Linked DNA regions of Zea mays: all the other regions are linked to region 3. Evidence: chromatin contacts called from public Hi-C data. All regions are on one chromosome and are shown on one strand. The core of a region is the stretch at or near the end of the contact, and the rest is flanking DNA. Distances in the headings are between cores, read along the strand shown.

Region 1 (3,470 bases), core at 349-2,848, 170 kb after region 3:
GGAACGTGGCGTAGGGCTTACCGTCACGTACCTCAGTACCTGGATGAAGAGGAGCGAGTCGAAGATGCCAGCGAGAAAGAAGAGGGAGTAGGAGAGGAGCACCATGGAGTAGGAGAGGAGCACCACCGAAAGCCGTAGTCGCGTTCGCATCAGACCTTGATGACGCCTTCATTCCACAAGCTAAGCGAGACGACAACGATCTAGCGACAAGAGGAGAGGCTACTCGCATCGTGTACGCACGCCGCGTCGCCTGCGCCTTCCCTTGCCCTCCGGTCGACGCTGGCGCACACTCGAATGGTTTGTCGATGATGACTGAGTGCTCGACGCGTAATTGTATCTAATCCTTTTTTCATTTTATTATTGGAAAAATTTGGATCTGTATCATTAAAAGGTTATAAATTTAGATATATACCATTACTATCTCACATACATGTGTGGTTCACATGAGTTAACGACATGCAGAGTCAATAATATATATCTAAAGTTACAATCTTTTAATGAGTCAATAATATATATATCTAAAGTTACCATTTTTTAATGACTAGTCGGTTGCCCGTGCGTTGCGACGACTTACAACAATACCAACGTAAACTATCCACCAAAAAAATTCAAGATTTTTTATTGATTATCTCCGCTCTCCATATTTTTTTTTGATTTGGCTAACTGATATTATTGTTTACTCCATCCAATATGTCTTGGTACAACACGACCAATGAAGTGAGTGATTAGAAGAGAGTTCACAACGACTAACTGAACAAACAGAGATTATAGAATGACATAATTTCACCATATAGAGACCAAATAAGAGAAAATCCGTGAGGTCAAATTTCTAAAATAAGTCACATGAACTCAAACTTATAAAAAAGATAGATCAAAATATGAAGTGATTGCTAAAGTCAAACATCAATAAAAACCAGATGTGCTCCATATAAATTATGTTATTTCGTAGCAATTACTAACATTTAAAACTAACAAATAACATTTCATTTTACTGTTAGTGTGACAAATCATTATTCCTTCATCCAATTCAGCAATCTCAAACACCATGGAGTTCATTGCGTCAATGTGGTCTCAGAAACGACCTAATGCTTACAAGAGCCAAAAAGTTGTGTCGTGCTTGAGCTATAACCTCGGTCCGTAGTGCTGGCCCGACCCGACAAGATTATATTCTTTTATTTAAAAAAAACGTATATACATATATATACAATTTATATTCAATATTAAAAACATTTGAGCATGATATTCTATTGGTTAGACAGATTCACCTAATGTTTTATGTCCTTCTTCCATCAGGGCATGAGTTCAAACCACACCTCCTGTATTGTTTTACGTGCAACGAGTTAATTTGAAATTGCTGTGAGGAGTTATTTGTAAAAAGATGATGTGGGACAATCGTTGAAACTGATGCTTTATAGTAGAGATAATAGAGAAGTAGATATATAGATATAATTATTAATGGTATTATAGCGGCTACGCTCGAAATCCCTCTAAATAATCGTAAAGTGACGAAATCTAATTCTCATAGCATAATTCCAAATTTCTTTGTGAACAAAATTCCACCGAATCGCTGTCGTTCGACACCGTCAACGGCGGCCGCGCGCTCACGTCCCGGCGGCCACGGGCCGTGACAGACTCGAGCCCGTCCGCCGCCTTCGCCGCGCCGCCTCCGCCTCCTCCATCGCACGCCGACTCCGCTGCCTACATCCGCGCACGTCCGCCTCCACTGCCTCCATCCGCTCGGGAGCCGCCGCCCTCCGCGCTAGGCCTCGCCTCCGTCTGGTCTGGATTCTTCGACATCTGGCCATCTGGGCGCTCCGCGTCGCCGACTTCTCGCAGGCAGAGAGTGAGTGCGTTCCTCGCATCCTCCATCTCCCTTCCCTCTGCCCCTCGTTCCCCTGGACACGGTCCATCTGTGTAGGGTACGGATCTCATCTCACCCGGTCGCGGTTCTAGCCTGATCTGTGCCACGCATTCTTGATGAAGATTTGGAGCATGCTTATTAAAGCGGTAAAACGTTATGAACTAACTTTTTCATTGTTTAAACGAACGTTGACACGTTTTTTCAGACTTGACATAGAATTTCAAATATAGAATAAGTTCATACATATTACATAAGTTGAGTTCACAAACCAAATAACATTAGCATAAAAACAAACAGATCAAGTTCAACCACACAATTTGTTGCCATTGAAATTCACTGTCAGCAAATAGAGACTGATTCAATGTGAGCAAAATCAACACATCAAATAGAAATTCACTGGGCACTGGCGGGCGGCGGCTTGCACTGGTGGCTTGCGCAGAGCAGCGCAGTGGGGCTTGCGCAGAGAGCAGAGCAGCACAGTGGGGCTTGCGCAAGAGGGAGGAGGGGGCCGGTGCCGCCTTGGGTTTGTGCGCTCTGCGCGGAGGCTGGCGGCTTTGCGAGGAGGCCAGGAGGGGACCGAGCTGGCGAGCTCTCTGCGGTCTGCGCCGCGTCGCGTTTGTGCAGACTGCAGAGGGAAGAGGGAGGAGGGGGCCGGCGCCCAGCGGCGTACCTGGCGTCCTGGCGGCTCTAGACTCTGGAGTCTGGGCGACGTTGTAGTGGCTGCAGGCTGAGGACGGCTAGGCGGCTGGCGCGGCTGAGGACGTGTAGGGTTTGAGGACGGCCCAGGAAGGCCCATTACATCTAAAACGTCCGTAAAACGTCCAAAACGCCGTAAAACGTGTTTCAGACGCTCAGAGGACGCTTAAACGTCCAAAACGGACGTTCAACACCTATTTCGTAAAACATGCTGAAGTTTTAGTCCCTAATCACGTTTTAGCGTTTAAGCGACGCTTAAACGTCGCTTAAGCGACGCTTTAATAAGCATGATTTGGAGATCCAACAAGGAGGCTCCTGTGTTTGCTTCCCGCGGGATTCATGAGTTTGAGCTGGACAAAGTCAGTTTGACGTGGACAGAGAATGGCCTATACTCCGATTTCTACTTGGTAATTTTTTTGTTTGAAGGAAAACAGGAGGGGTTCTATCCTCTGCCGTGCTTTATTAAAAGATGTAAATGAAACCTGGTACAAAACTTCAAGAAAAAAAGAAAATGAGAAAGATTACACATAAGCTTCTAGCCATGGATCAATTTGAGTTGATTTTTCTTTTGCCCTTAGAATATCAATCACAGTTTTTGAGATCGAATTTGGCTTGCAGAGTAACTAAGCTGGTGGTTTTTATGCATCTGTGCTCATGAATATATAATATATACTGTTTCTGGAAGTACGACAAGATTAAGACCACACTTTTTTTTGAGTGATATATATATATATATATATATATATATATATATATATATATCATATGTGAATAACTAAACATTTCATTTTTGTTGAATCTCAAATTTATCAGCACTTATAGACTCCACATTGTGTAATTTGATATTCTTAGCATCACCATTGAGTTATTCCTGCTGTTTGATGTGTAGAACATCAAATGCATTCAATTCTGA
Region 2 (3,482 bases), core at 811-3,310, 190 kb before region 3:
TCGTCTACCAAGGGACGTGATCTCGTCTCGCCCGAGCCCGGCCTCGGGCAAGAACAGTAGTCCCAGACGGATTCGCGCCTCGCCCGAGGGCCCCCTCAGGCAGTGGGCGCACCCCTGGCTCGCCTGAGGCCGAGCTCGGGCAAACTTTGTCTTACAGCAACCTCAGCCATATTGCCCTACCACTGACCATATCACGTGCACATTTAATGCAGGGATCACCTGACATCTTATCCTGACACGCGCGCCTCAGTTGGCAAGGTCGAAATGACCGCAGTCACTTCGCCCCCTTTACTAATCATTCTGATAGGAAAACAACACTATTCACCCCGTTCCGACTACTATGCCAACCACCAGGGTAAAGCTAACGACAGTAAGTCACGATCTCCCCCGAGTTCAGCCTCGGGTGCAACAGGGAGCTCTGCCTCGCCCGACCTCAGGCCTCGGCCTCAGCCTCGGCCTCGGGAGAAGGTCTCCGCCTCGCCCGACCTCAGGCCTCAGCCTCAGTCTCGGCCTCGGGAGAAGGTCTCCGCCTCGCCCGACCTCGGGCCTCGGCCTCAGCCTCGGCCTCAGGAGAAGTCTCCGCCTCGCCCAACCTCGGCTTCGGACCGACTACGCCATAGGGGATACATCATTACCCTACCCCTAGCTAGTTGCCTCAGGCTACGAAGGAGCAAGACCGGTGTCCCATCTAGACTACTCCGGCAATAGGTAATGATGGTTCCCTGCCTGCATCCATGACGTCGATTGTTCTCAACTCTCTACGAAGGCAAAGAAACGTCAGCAGGACCCAGGACCACACCGTCAGCTATGCTTCTACAGGGCTCAAGCACTTCTCCGCCTGCCACATTAGCGCATAGCTACACCCCCATATATACAGCTGGATCATCTCCTTGTATCTATAAAAGGAGATGTCCAGGGCCTTCCCAAAGGGGAGGGAAGGGGGCGGAGGCGAAGGAGGCCAACTCAGACGGCTCACTCCAAGGCCAAACCCTCTCTCTCGCGACGCTTGTAACCCCTACTACGAGCACCCCAGTGCAAGATAATATAAGCATCATCCTCCCTCTTGTGTTTCATCTTGCATCAACCCATCTGGGCAGGGACACGCAGCATCAAATTCACTAGTCGGTTGAGGGTCCTCGCGGGTCCAAAACGCCGACAAGATTGTTGTGAAAGACTAAACTAGATCTAATCCTAAGGCTAAATTACTCCTACTCCTAGGAATTGGAAGAACGAAAAGGTAAAACCGATAAATAGATTTGATTTGATGGATTTTGTGTCTTCAAACGGTCGTAGCGCTTCATCTATATAAAGGGAAGGTATGAACCCGTTTACAAGTCGTTTCCTGAGTTAATTCTACAATTCTTGCTAACAAATAAATTCCGCAAGAAACTCGAAACCCTAACTAATTCTACGTACGCGCGGACCGTCTGCGCCACCACTGCAGACCGTCAGGATCGCGGACCGTCCATAGGGCTAATTTATGCTCTCAACAGTTGGCAAGGCTCACGATGGAAGAAAATTTGGCAAGAAAACCAAATATACCCTTAGGCCCGGTTTGTTTCGTTGGAACTGAATTCCATTTTAATAATTATAATTTAGACAAAACTAATTAGGTTCATATATTTATATATGTAATATATTTTTATATTATTCTAAATAATATGAGAGAGATAGTTATATACCATATTTATGTTATAGCGAAGCAAATAGAAGAGTGTATTATAAGTTGTATGTCGAAAAATAGCATGTAAATCTATAAAATCAATTTCCATTTTTTATCTCTATGAATTTGAGATAGATTTATATAATAACTTCGGAAAGTAGTGGAATGTCATATTCTAAAAAAATAAACTATTTTATTAGTAAGATTTTAATTTCTCAAAACGAAATAAAACAACGGAACCTTATGGATAGCCATATCATAAACTGGCGATTTCGGCGGATACCGGCGTTATGGATAGGCACGAGCGGTGCCGACGTACCATGTCGTGACGAGGAAAATTCTAGCGATCCGCGCGCGGCAGGCCTGAAGAGTCACGCTAGTCCCAAAGAAACAAGCGAGTACCCAGAGCAGCCGACCCTGGCTAGCTCTAGCTTGTGTAGTTGAGTTCTTGTATTTGCTTGAATCTGCAAAAAAAAACTAGAGACAAAAGGAGGACGGGAAACGGAGAGAAGGATCATGGACTACAGCATGCAGGGATCCAAGGACTCGTACTCGCCGCAAGGCAAGTCACTGCTCCTCCTCCTATGAAAGTATAGAGCTGCTCTGTCTATTCTTTGTTTCGAGGTTGACCGTCCAGTTTCGTGTCCTCCATTCAGTTCACAACCACTTGTACCCGGACTCTCAGCCAGGGCTGTATCCTCCTCCGCCGCAGGGGGGCTACGGCTACGGCTACCAGTACCAGGGCTACCTTGGCGAATCGGCGAACCCTCCTTATTACTACTACACTGGCAGCTGGCCCGAGCAGCCCCCAGCTCCGTCCGACGGCGCCCCCTTTCGCTACCGCTACCTGCAGGACCAGGACGATGCCGACTGCATCACCTTCCTCAGAGGATGGTACGTACGTTCCACTTCTTTTTCCTCGGAGGATCGCGTTTTGATAGGCTCTGAAACACCCCAGATGCATGCCGTGTAGACTGATATATGATGTTCAGGTTTCCCGTGTGTTGGAGTGCTGAATGAAAACTTGTTCGAGTTTTTGCCTGAGTCAGTCAGTCGGTCGGTCGTCTGGCAAATAAAACAAGAAACTACTACAAACTGACTGACATGTCTGCTTGCGCGCGTTGCAGTCTTGCTGGTCTGTGCTGCTGCTGCTTACTGGAGCGATGCTGCATCTAAGGAGGATGGCGTGCAGTGCTGCTGCCTGGAGCACGCATGTATGCAGCAGTGTGGTGGTGACATAATAATAATAATAATAAGCTGCTGCGGCAGCAGAGATGACGGTTCCTGCGTTGACGGCGCCATCCATGTAAAACCAAGGAGCAGCTTGCCATCATCATGTCTCTCGTCGTCCTTGGTCTTCAACTCCTCATATCTTTGAGAGAGAGAGAGAGAGAGCGCAACCGGACACCGGAGCAACATGGTTTTTCTCTGCTCGGACAGATTGCGACGCGACACGACGGCGATGGCGCGCAGGCATGGCATGGGCCATCGCCCATGGGCACTGCCGGCCGGGGTGCCTGCCACCGCCGGACCGTGCGTGTGGTGCGGTGGGCGACACGGGCGGGTGGAAAGCCCCAGTGAGGTAGCGCAGTGCCTGCTGCCGACCCCAGCACCGTCCGTATATACTCACACTGTCTAGTGTCTATGTCAGTCAGTCAGTCACTCGGACCGTCGGCCTGTGCCGTCGCTGTCATAATCCATGCATGATCACTTCATCAGAGATCAGACGGGAGGCAGTCCACCGATCGGAATACCCGCCGGTTGCATGCGGCCGGAGCCGTTGTTGCTTGTATGCACTAGGAGACGCCGTACGTAGGTA
Region 3 (3,709 bases), core at 1,121-3,620:
GACCGGCCAGTGCCCATCTTCACCAACTCCAGCTGCTCCTTTGTGGGCAGGGGTCCGGGTGGGGAAGTGAAAGCATTGACTTGTGCCGGCTCTAACACCGAAGGGAGCTTGAGTGCCGACAAATAGCTGGGGTGGCAGGTACTCATGCCAGCAGCGGCGTGCAGTGCCTCTCATGCGATCTAACACCTGGAGTCTCGGGACAAGGGCTCCAACAGCATCGGGTTTCAGACTGGTGGATATCGCATTGGCAGCACTCTCATGCAGGCTACGAGCAGTGGCTGTTGGGAAGGTCTGCCGCTGGTGCACGGTTGGTTGACCATGTGCGGATGAGGATGGCAGGAGAAGAGATTGGGGATTTCATTCATGAAATACATGGATTGCACCTTAAGATCCATATGAGGCCTTACACATAAGAGAGGAAGACCTTGGCACAGGTGTGTCGCAGCTTATGGTTAAGGCAGGTCATACACATTCCAGCCCAAAAATATTCATACCAAAAGCAACATCCCCTCCCCTCCATCCCCTGCCCACCTCCTAGCATAATTTTCTTGCCATCCATTCTTCCCACCTTAGCACTCTTATCACGTCAGCGCCTCCTCCAAACATGCCACAACACACTCTGCCCATCCATGCACCCAGTCTCACTTCAATGCATGCATTTCTTTACACGCTTCCCCTTGTGGCCTAGGTCATGCCAGTAATTTAACTGCCAATGTAAAACCAGAGCAGCAGTATTGCACTTAGAGCCTCGGCATCACCTAGGCCAATTTCAGGATCACAAATTCACAATACTAGCATATTTTGCAAAGCAAGTATAATTCATTTAAACACATAAATCCAATATACAGAACTACCAACCCTCCTGATCAGCATAGCCCATGACAGATGACTTAACAGTTTCTCAGTTTCCAAATGAGTACGCTTCGTAGTAGGAACAGTGTATTGCTATTTTGATGTACATGTTTCAATAGAGAACTATGACCGTATATCATGGGCTAAAGTTGGTGAATCCACATAACACAAAAAACTCAATTGAAGTCCCGTTTGGCACAGCTCAACTTCACTAGTGAAGCCTCTTTTTTTTTGCTTCAGTTCCACAAGCAACTCTACCAGTGAAGTTGGAGCTGTTTTAGTGAATCATTTGGCAAAACAGCTCCACACGTGAAGGTCCTTAAAACATGCTCTCATGCAAGGCCCGCCAGAGCGAGTTGGAGCTGGGTGAAGCTACTATTTTCAACTCTATCTCCCCTCCATCGCTCATGAGAGCATGTTTTAAGAGAATCTATGAGTGGAGCTGTTTTATTTTACCCAGCACAAAACGGATCTAAACAGCTCCAGGAATAGGTGGTGGAGCTGTGCCAAACAGGATCCAGCATAAACTGGTTTCATCATAAACTCTTGCTCGCAAAGTAACATTTATATCTAATTAGCATCAAAGCTCTAACTGAACCCATTTTGAGAACACCACCAAACAATGTGATTTCAACGATGTCATCCAACTACAAGTGAAACATCACAAATAGGGTGTATGCCGTATTTACATACCAGAAATACAAGGCATAGGTGCAAAAACACAACATATGTAATGCGTATCAATCTGCACAGAACCGGTTTTAGGTAACACACGGTCACATTGCCCTGGAACCTTGCAGATAAATTATTGCAATTAAAAAAACGCCAAAATCAAAACGCACGAGCTAACAGGGTTCACAGATGCGTTTGAGTAGCACAAGAGGCAGGATAAAGAAATTACCTAGTGAGTCCGTGCCGAGGCAGCCTTAATCGCTCTCCTCTCCCTCCGCTCCCTCATCCTCCTCAGGAACCACGTCAGCGTCGTCGTCGTCGTCCTCCGCGGCAGCCTCCTCCGGAGTGACGAGGTACGCCCCGGGCTGCGGGGGGGCGCGGCGGCGGGTCCGCGAGGGGAGGATGTTGCTGAGGTCTACCTCGGCCATCGGGTCTTCAACGAGCTCGTCGTCATCGCTGCTGCCGCCGCCGCCGCCCTCGTCGTCGTCGCTGCTCTCCTCGCTGTCGTCTTCCTCCTCCTCCTCCTCCTCCTCCTCCTCCTCGACTACCATCTTGCCCTTACCCTTGTCAGCCGCGCGAGCACTGGCCCTGGCAGCCTCGGCCACAGCGGCGGCCTCCTCGTCGACGTCGGGACGCGCGGCTTTAGGGGGCGCAAGGTTGGCGTCGGCTTCCACATCCGCCTCGGGCTTGCGCTTGGCCGGGGAAGGGTAGGGTGCCGGTGCCGGTGCCGGAGCCTGGACCTGGGCGGGGTCGGTGGCCACGGGCTGGGGCTCGCCGTCGGCAGTGGCCATCTCGCGGGGCGGGGAGCTAGGGTTCTAGAGCGGCTGAACGCGGTGTTGTGTCGTCTAGCGAATGAAGAGCGGGGAAGATGGCCAGAGGAGAGGAGGATGTGGATGTGGGCTTCGCAGGACGGTGGGTCGCGGTTTGGTGACCTGCGTATATGGGTTGTGGCCCATATTTTCGGGCAGGGCATGCTGGGGGCCCTACGATAATTGTCTAAGTTGGTTTTGGAAGTCTTCATTAGACCGTCGCAATTTACTTTGATTGCACTGTTCGTAGAATGCAGTTTAAATATGAGTATAGAGAGGGTAAACTGTTAGAGATAGTCTTACGGTTCTGTTTAGCACAAGTTATTTGACAGTTTCTTCGTAGATTCATGTAGAAACTATATTAAATAGAGTGTTTCTATAACAGCCTATCAGTTCATCCATTTTTAGAATAAATTATAAGTAGGTAATAAGCAGAAGCTGTTTTTATTGTTTTTTCTCAAATAAGTTGTTTTCCAACAAGCAAGAGTTGTGTCAAATATACCCATTTTTGCTCAAACTTTGGTCTTTCTCCTCATCAATGGATGAAATTGTTATTTGTGAAAGGAATTGCCGCGTCTAAGATAGGATAAATTAGGGCAAGTATTTTTCGCACTAATGTAGACCTTTATTTTTCTCGTAAACAGGAGTAAATAACAAACGTTGATATATGCAACTAAGACCCTGTTTAGCATAGCTTCTTCACGGGTTTAAGGAGAAGCTATACCAAACATGGCACTTTCGTAGCATCTTATTAGTTCAACTATTTCTTAGAATGGTCTAAAAGCAGATAATAAGTTGAAGCTACTTTTCACCCGCTTCTCGGATAAGCTGCTTTTCGAACAAGCAACAATTGTGCCTAGTAGACGCTAAAGTTTTGTCCAAGTGATGCAATATTTATCGTAAAAGGAGTTTTGCTGCCTAGGTTCTAGACTTATCCACTAACCTATAACTAAGAAATATGATAAAGCACACAACCAAAGACAATAATATAAATGTAGAATATTTAATACGATAGAGATATAAACTTTCATTAGCGTGTTGGTGTTTTTATCGAGGTATCAAGAACCAAGGTAATAAACTCTCATTGACACGATAGTGTTTTTGCTTCTTTCAGTAATAGCTTTTTTAATTCAATGACAACACACAGAGAACTCACATATAGCACAAAACAATAAAAACAAGTGGAACAAAAAAATGGCATGTGATTTAATGGTTTAGACAAATCTCAAAAGAATGCATATGTCATCGTTGTCGTGGCAATCATAAATATCAAAATCTATTTCAACTTCTTGTCTCTCTCAAGTGGCTAGAGTTCACTTGACAAATCTGTAAATAATATGTATCGGGGGTACCCAAAGGTATGTTGATCTTTGAGA

Evidence for each region. Hi-C and Micro-C count contacts between places; a contact is called where the count stands out from the background.
Region 1: a Hi-C map of leaf mesophyll shows a contact between it and region 3, with 2.2 times the contacts expected there. The contact joins the promoter of LOC100283925 here to the promoter of LOC100275065 in region 3. A contact is called at or near these places in 6 of 25 Hi-C or Micro-C datasets (bundle sheath, ear, endosperm and 3 more).
Region 2: a contact with region 3 is called in a Hi-C map of tassel, with 2.4 times the contacts expected there. The contact joins the promoter of LOC100280789 here to the promoter of LOC100275065 in region 3. A contact is called at or near these places in 2 of 25 Hi-C or Micro-C datasets (bundle sheath and tassel).

The regions. Positions count from the first base shown.
Region 1 is chr2:67,017,708-67,021,177 of Zm-B73-REFERENCE-NAM-5.0, reverse strand. LOC100283925 reads left to right here and starts at 1,598. Exons shown (of 5, transcript NM_001156823.2): 1 at 1,598-1,847.
Region 2 is chr2:67,380,849-67,384,330 of Zm-B73-REFERENCE-NAM-5.0, reverse strand. It overlaps LOC100280789, which reads left to right and starts at 2,060. Exons shown (of 3, transcript NM_001153710.1): 1 at 2,060-2,225; 2 at 2,320-2,557; 3 at 2,791-2,975. The coding sequence starts at 2,180. The coding sequence ends at 2,839.
Region 3 is chr2:67,187,856-67,191,564 of Zm-B73-REFERENCE-NAM-5.0, reverse strand. LOC100275065 reads right to left here and starts at 2,370. Exons shown (of 2, transcript NM_001149256.1): 1 at 1,754-2,370. The coding sequence starts at 2,315. The coding sequence ends at 1,779.